2 separate regions of the Sus scrofa genome follow, and region 1 is linked to region 2. Evidence: chromatin contacts called from public promoter capture Hi-C data. All regions are on one chromosome and are shown on one strand. Each heading gives the region's core, a stretch centred on a gene start, on an enhancer-like site or on the middle of the called end of the contact. The rest is flanking DNA. Distances are from core to core; before and after follow the strand shown.

Region 1 (2,874 bases), core at 356-2,855, 100 kb before region 2:
ACTAAAAGAATAAATCTAATCCTATGCGGCAATTTTTAAAAACTAACTCTTTGGTATTTTTCTTCACAATTTAAATAATGCTATTCAATTCCTCTTTCCACACGAGTCCTATTACCTAAGTGCAGTAGGCTGTTTGCCTTCCTTTGAATATCTTGCCTTCCTAACTCATTAGATGTCCTGAATGCAAGATGTCTACATACAGGCCTATCTGCTCGCTGCTTAACAGCAACGCCTGAATTTAACATCCAAGCCCCTCAGACAATCTCCCACAATAAAATCCTCTTTAATCCCCACCATCTGTTCCCTGTCCAATTAGGGCAATGGCAGCCCTTAAGAAAGAAGCCCAAACTCACATGGTACTTTCGTGCTGCCTCCGGGGAGTAACAAAGAGCATGCGGGTGGGGCGGGCACTACTGGCATCTGGGTGGGCACTCCAAGGCTTGGCATAGCTATGGTCCAGAAACACTAGGTCCAGCTCCCGCTCATGCACGAAAGCTGGAAGAGCAACGAGGTGCCCATGCGCCGCGCTGAGGTCTGGAAGTCCCTCTCCCCACCTCGGTGGGCCATGTCAGAAGAAGGGCAGCAGGTCAGAGAATGGCTATCTGCATGCTAGTCACCTGCAGTGAAAAGTTTCAGTTTTAGTCAATTCAGATGCTCTGAATCTCTTGCAGCCTATACTATCTAATGTGCTTACTTTTTTGACCTTCTATCATGTATAACTGAGGATCCATCAAATCACAGACCCTTGCCCATGTAGGGAGCGCTCCTAAGAGTCCTCAAAAGGCTATGGCACCATCTTCCTCTTCAATTTCTACAAAATTCGGTTCATTGGGAAGCTGAGGGACTCCAAGGTCTCACATGGACAAATACTAAATTTGCTTGGCCAGCATCAGTTTCCCCTGTGGCTGGCATGGGTTTGGGCAAACAAGAGGAATCAAAAATATTGATTCTTCCAAAGCTAAGGGTCTCCAGCTTCACACTATTCCCGGAAGCTTCACTGGGCCGCCTCCAGTCACAAAATAAGAGCATCCTGGGTAACAGCTGGGCAACGTGGGCTCCAAGGAGGCCCTCGAGGTCCCTTGTCTACGTTAAGCAAAAGTTTTGCAACTACTTCATAACGCTCTGGAGTTTTAAGACACAGACGAGAGCTCCTTCTCAAAGCCTGTAACAAAATGCTAAGCCAGGAAGACCCCCCCCCTCACCGTAGATGGGGTGGTCCCCCAGGAACGGCCCGCTACTCCAGGTACCCCGGGGGGTCCCACCCTTGAGCCTCAAAACCGCCACAGCTGGCAGGCAGGGCTTGTAATTCACACTTTACAGACGAAGGCGCCAGCTCAAGGAGACGGAGTGAATTGGCCAAGGTCACCGAGAGTTCGCGACGAGGAGGAGCCGCCAGGAACCCGCCTCCCGCCGGCCCGGGCCCAGCTCAGCTCCCGCGTCACGGCAACCCCAGTCCGCCCCCTGCCCCACACGGCCGTCTGACCCAGGCCGCCCGGGCCCCGGGCTCCAGCCCCCTGTCCCCGCATGACCGGAGAGTCCGGAGGTTCTCGCTGAGACCCCCGCCCGCCAGACCAGCGCCGCCACCGCCGGGGCCCGCCACCCCCTGCCAGGGCCGCGCCTCCCCTCACCCGCAGTCGTCGCGCCGCGCGCTCGGCCCGGGCCGGATCCCAGCGCGCGTGCGCGTTACCGCCTCCTCGCCCCGGAGCTCCGGGCACAGAGCGAAACGCGGAAGCGGATCACGGCCTGGGAAGGGAGGGGCGGTGAGCTGCAAAACCGGGAGAGGATGTAACTGCGCGGGAAGAGGAGCCCCGGGAACGCGTGCGGGTCTCTGCCGCTCACAGCGCGGAATTCCGAGTTTCGGCCTTCTGCATCTTCAGCAGGGAAAGCGAGGGCGAGAGAGGAGGCTGGCTTCTGCAGCGTCCGTTCTCAGTGACCGCCACGGTTGCTTTGCCAGGTCCCTAGCCAGGGCTGGGAGGGCGTGCAACCTACTTTCCGCTTCTCCCAGATCAGTCCCACCTAAGCGTGCAGTATTTACTTCAAATACTGTGCGCCTGAAACTAGCACAATGTTGTAAAGCAACTATACTTAAATGTAAAAAAAAGTTAGGAATTCCCTTGCGGCGAAGCGGGTTAAAGATCCGACGTTGTCACTGCAGCTGATCCGGTACTACTGTGGCGTGTGTTCCATCCCTGGCCAGGGGAACTTCTATGTGCCATGGGTGCGGCCAAAAAAAAAAAAAAAGAAGAAGAAGAAGAGATCACTTAAGCAACAACCACAATAAAAATAAGTGCGAAAATAAAAGAAGTGCTGTGTGCCTTAAACTGCTCTAAAAAATATATTAAACAATAGAATAAAAGAAAAATTTATCCAGGGCTTTGCGTAGATGTGTCCAGATCGCCCTAAGCAGTGCTGCTTAGACCTGGAGGTTTGGAATCTCAGCTCCTGCACCTAACTCCCTGCTTTTATGACCCCAGTGAGATCTCAGTGTACCCTCTTCATCTCTGAAAGTGCAAATACTTACTCACTGGGTGGCGGAGAGAATGATAAGAACAGAAATTTATAGAAAAAGATTTCCAGAGTGGGAATATGAGTGGAATCATGAAGATGAAGTCACCTAAGTTTGGGCTGAAAGGACCAGGCCACTGCAGAGAGATTGGAAAGGTTGCTAAGGACCTACAGAGAGAGAGTGAATGGACCAATTACAGCCCAACACCACTTTCTTTGGCCTACACGCTACTTTTTTAAAATTTTATTTCATCGCAAATATGTATTTAATTATTTACTGCAAATATTTAAATTTGGGAGATTTCATGCAAAAATCCAGATATACAGATCTCTTAAAAAATTGGAGACTGTGGCAGCACTGGACTCATG
Region 2 (2,700 bases), core at 111-2,610:
TTGCTGACCGACACCAAGGTAGGGCCGTCCAGGAAGCAGTCATTTCAGGGCTAGGCCTGGCACCATGCCTCTCAGCTCCAGTTTCCACATACAGCTGCCCCTGCTGGTCAGTCACCACCACAATTTGGGGTTAGGGGTTTGGTCCAGGAAGGGCAGACAACAATAACAATAACAAAACAATAACAACAATAGCTACATAGCCAAACAACATTCAGAGTTGTCCTGTCTCCTCAGCGTCTAGGCCAGCTATTCCACAAGCTTGGTGAAGTAGTGTTCTATTATCTTTTTTCCCCCCTTTTTGGCTGCTCCTGGGGGCCTATGGAAATCCTGGTCCAGATCCTTTAACCTACTGTGCCAGGCCTAGATGGAGCCTGAATCCTGGTGCTGCAGAGACCCTGCAGATCCTGTGGTGCCACAGTGGGAACTCCTCTATTATCATTCATATGCTCATTTTACAAATGACATTGGAGCTGTGAGATATTCCAACCTGCCTTAGCAAAGTCACACCAGCCTGCTCTTAAGGTGACAATTTAGAAGGACCTTGACTTGTGCATAGATTCAATTTCTTCATCTGTTAATAGAGAAATAATACCCCTTCTTAGGGTTGTTGGGAGGATGAAAAAATATATATTTACTTGCTCATTGCCTGTTTTCTATCCTACACTGCAAACTCCAGTGGGCAGGAACTTGGGCTCATTCGCTGCTATATTGTCAGAGTCTGGAACAAGGGCCCGACATAGTTGATGTTCAACATTTGTGTCCTAAATGGAAACGACAGGAGATAAGCCCAGGCCGGTCCTATCCTCAGGTCCTCCAGATTCTATTGGCCGAAGGCCACCTGGCAGAAGGCCACCTGGGCTAAAGCAACCTACTTCTTGCCTTGGGATGAGGCTGCGCACAAACCCCAGAAGTGCGAGAGCCAGAACTATGACCGTGGACTTGAAAGCCTCTCTCAGGCCTATGCCCTCAGGTTCTCCTTTACCTTTTCCATAGCAGGAAAAGCAATTTAGATGGCTTGGCTTCCGAGGTTCTACAGAGAAGGGCCACCTGCCCCAACTGCAGATTTCTGGAGAAGGGGAAGAAGCCCAGCAAGCGAGGCCGGCCTGGACTGCGGGAGAGGGAGCAGGTCCGGGCGGAGGAAAGCTGTACCAGCAGAGTGCACGGAAGGCGTGCGAGGAGGGCGGGGCGGGCTTCTTCCACAGCGTCAGTGCTCCGGTGCCCCCGCTTCGCTCCACCTTAAATTCCGGACCTCCTTAAGGGCGGTGTCGGAGCTGTGGGGGGCGGGGCTTAATATTCAAACGAGAGGCGTGGGTCGGTGGGCGGGGCGGGAGGGGCGCTGACCTGACGTCAGGCCGGCGGGCCAGGCAGTTGGCTCGGAGGCGGCGGAGCTGCAGGAACGGCGGCGCGAGTGGGGCTGCGCAGCAGGGCGCTGGGAGCGGCGGCGGCCGAGCCGGAGCAACATGGCGCCGGTGGGCGGGGGCGGGCTCCCGGGTGGCGGGCCGGCCCGAGGGCGCCTCCTCCTGGCCGCGCTGGTGCTGCTGGTGCTGCTGTGGGCGCGGGGGGCCTGCGGCCAGGGCGACCCCCAGCGGGGCGAGATCCTAGGCATGAGGTTGGCGAGCTGCAACAAATCGTGTGGGACGAACGAGGATGGCACCATCTACGTGTCCGAGGGCAGCACGGTAAACCTGAGGCTGTATGGCCAGAGACTGGGCTCCATCTCCAGCAACCTGATCTCTTTCACCGAGGTGGACAATGCCGACACCATCCGCAACTCCACCAACTGCCCCGAGCTCACCAAGGACCTGGTGGTCCAGCGGCTGGTCAACGTGAGCCGCGGGGACACGTCTGGGATGCTGGTGGTGCTCACTAAATTCCTCCGGAGGAGCGAGAACATGAAGTTGTATGCACTGTGCACCCGGGCCAGCGTGGACGGGCCTTGGCAGAGGTGGACAGACAAGGACTCGCTTCTCTTCTTGAAGGAGGAGACTGGGAGATTCCTGCCCTTTTGGCTGCACATCCTCCTCATTATGGTGCTGTTAGTGCTGTCGGGGATATTTTCTGGCCTCAACCTGGGGCTTATGGCCCTGGACCCCATGGAGCTGCGCATCGTGCAGAACTGTGGCACTCAGAAGGAGAGGCGCTATGCTCGCAAGATCGAGCCCATCCGTCGCAAGGGCAATTACTTGCTCTGCTCCCTGCTCCTGGGAAACGTGCTGGTCAACACCTCCCTCACCATCCTTCTAGACAACCTCATAGGGTCTGGGCTCATGGCGGTGGCCTCCTCCACCATTGGCATCGTCATCTTTGGGGAGATCGTGCCTCAGGCCCTGTGCTCCCGACACGGTTTGGCTGTGGGTGCCAACACTATCATTCTCACCAAATTCTTTATGCTACTCACTTTCCCCCTCAGTTTCCCCATCAGCAAACTCCTAGACTTTTTCCTGGGCCAGGAGATTGGTACCGTTTACAATCGGGAGAAGCTGATGGAGATGTTGAAGGTGACGGAGCCCTATAATGACCTCGTGAAAGAGGAGCTGAACATGATCCAGGGTGCCCTGGAACTCCGGACCAAAACCGTGGAGGACATCATGACCCAGCTCCAGGACTGCTTCATGATCCGCAGCGATGCCATCCTGGACTTCAACACCATGTCGGAGATTATGGAAAGCGGCTACACCCGCATCCCAGTGTTTGAAGACG

What was found. Promoter capture Hi-C pulls out the DNA fragments that hold promoters and counts their contacts.
Region 1: a contact with region 2 is called in a promoter capture Hi-C map of fetal liver, with 4 times the contacts expected there. The contact joins the promoter of KANSL3 here to the promoter of CNNM4 in region 2. A contact is called at or near these places in 2 of 5 promoter capture datasets (fetal liver and liver), 8 of 47 Hi-C or Micro-C datasets (fetal heart ventricle, heart right ventricle, liver and 4 more) and 2 of 2 datasets of contacts at active chromatin or transcription factors (alveolar macrophages and skeletal muscle).

Annotation. Positions count from the first base shown.
Region 1 is chr3:56,957,914-56,960,787 of Sscrofa11.1, reverse strand. It overlaps KANSL3 (KAT8 regulatory NSL complex subunit 3), which reads right to left and starts at 1,605. Exons shown (of 23, transcript XM_021087273.1): 1 at 1,263-1,605; 2 at 495-617; 3 at 354-492. The coding sequence starts at 567. FER1L5 (fer-1-like protein 5) reads left to right here and starts at 1,208. Exons shown (of 55, transcript XM_021088398.1): 1 at 1,208-1,243; 2 at 1,488-1,760. The coding sequence starts at 1,208.
Region 2 is chr3:56,857,120-56,859,819 of Sscrofa11.1, reverse strand. It overlaps CNNM4 (metal transporter CNNM4), which reads left to right and starts at 1,360. Exons shown (of 7, transcript XM_021087272.1): 1 at 1,360-2,700. The coding sequence starts at 1,461.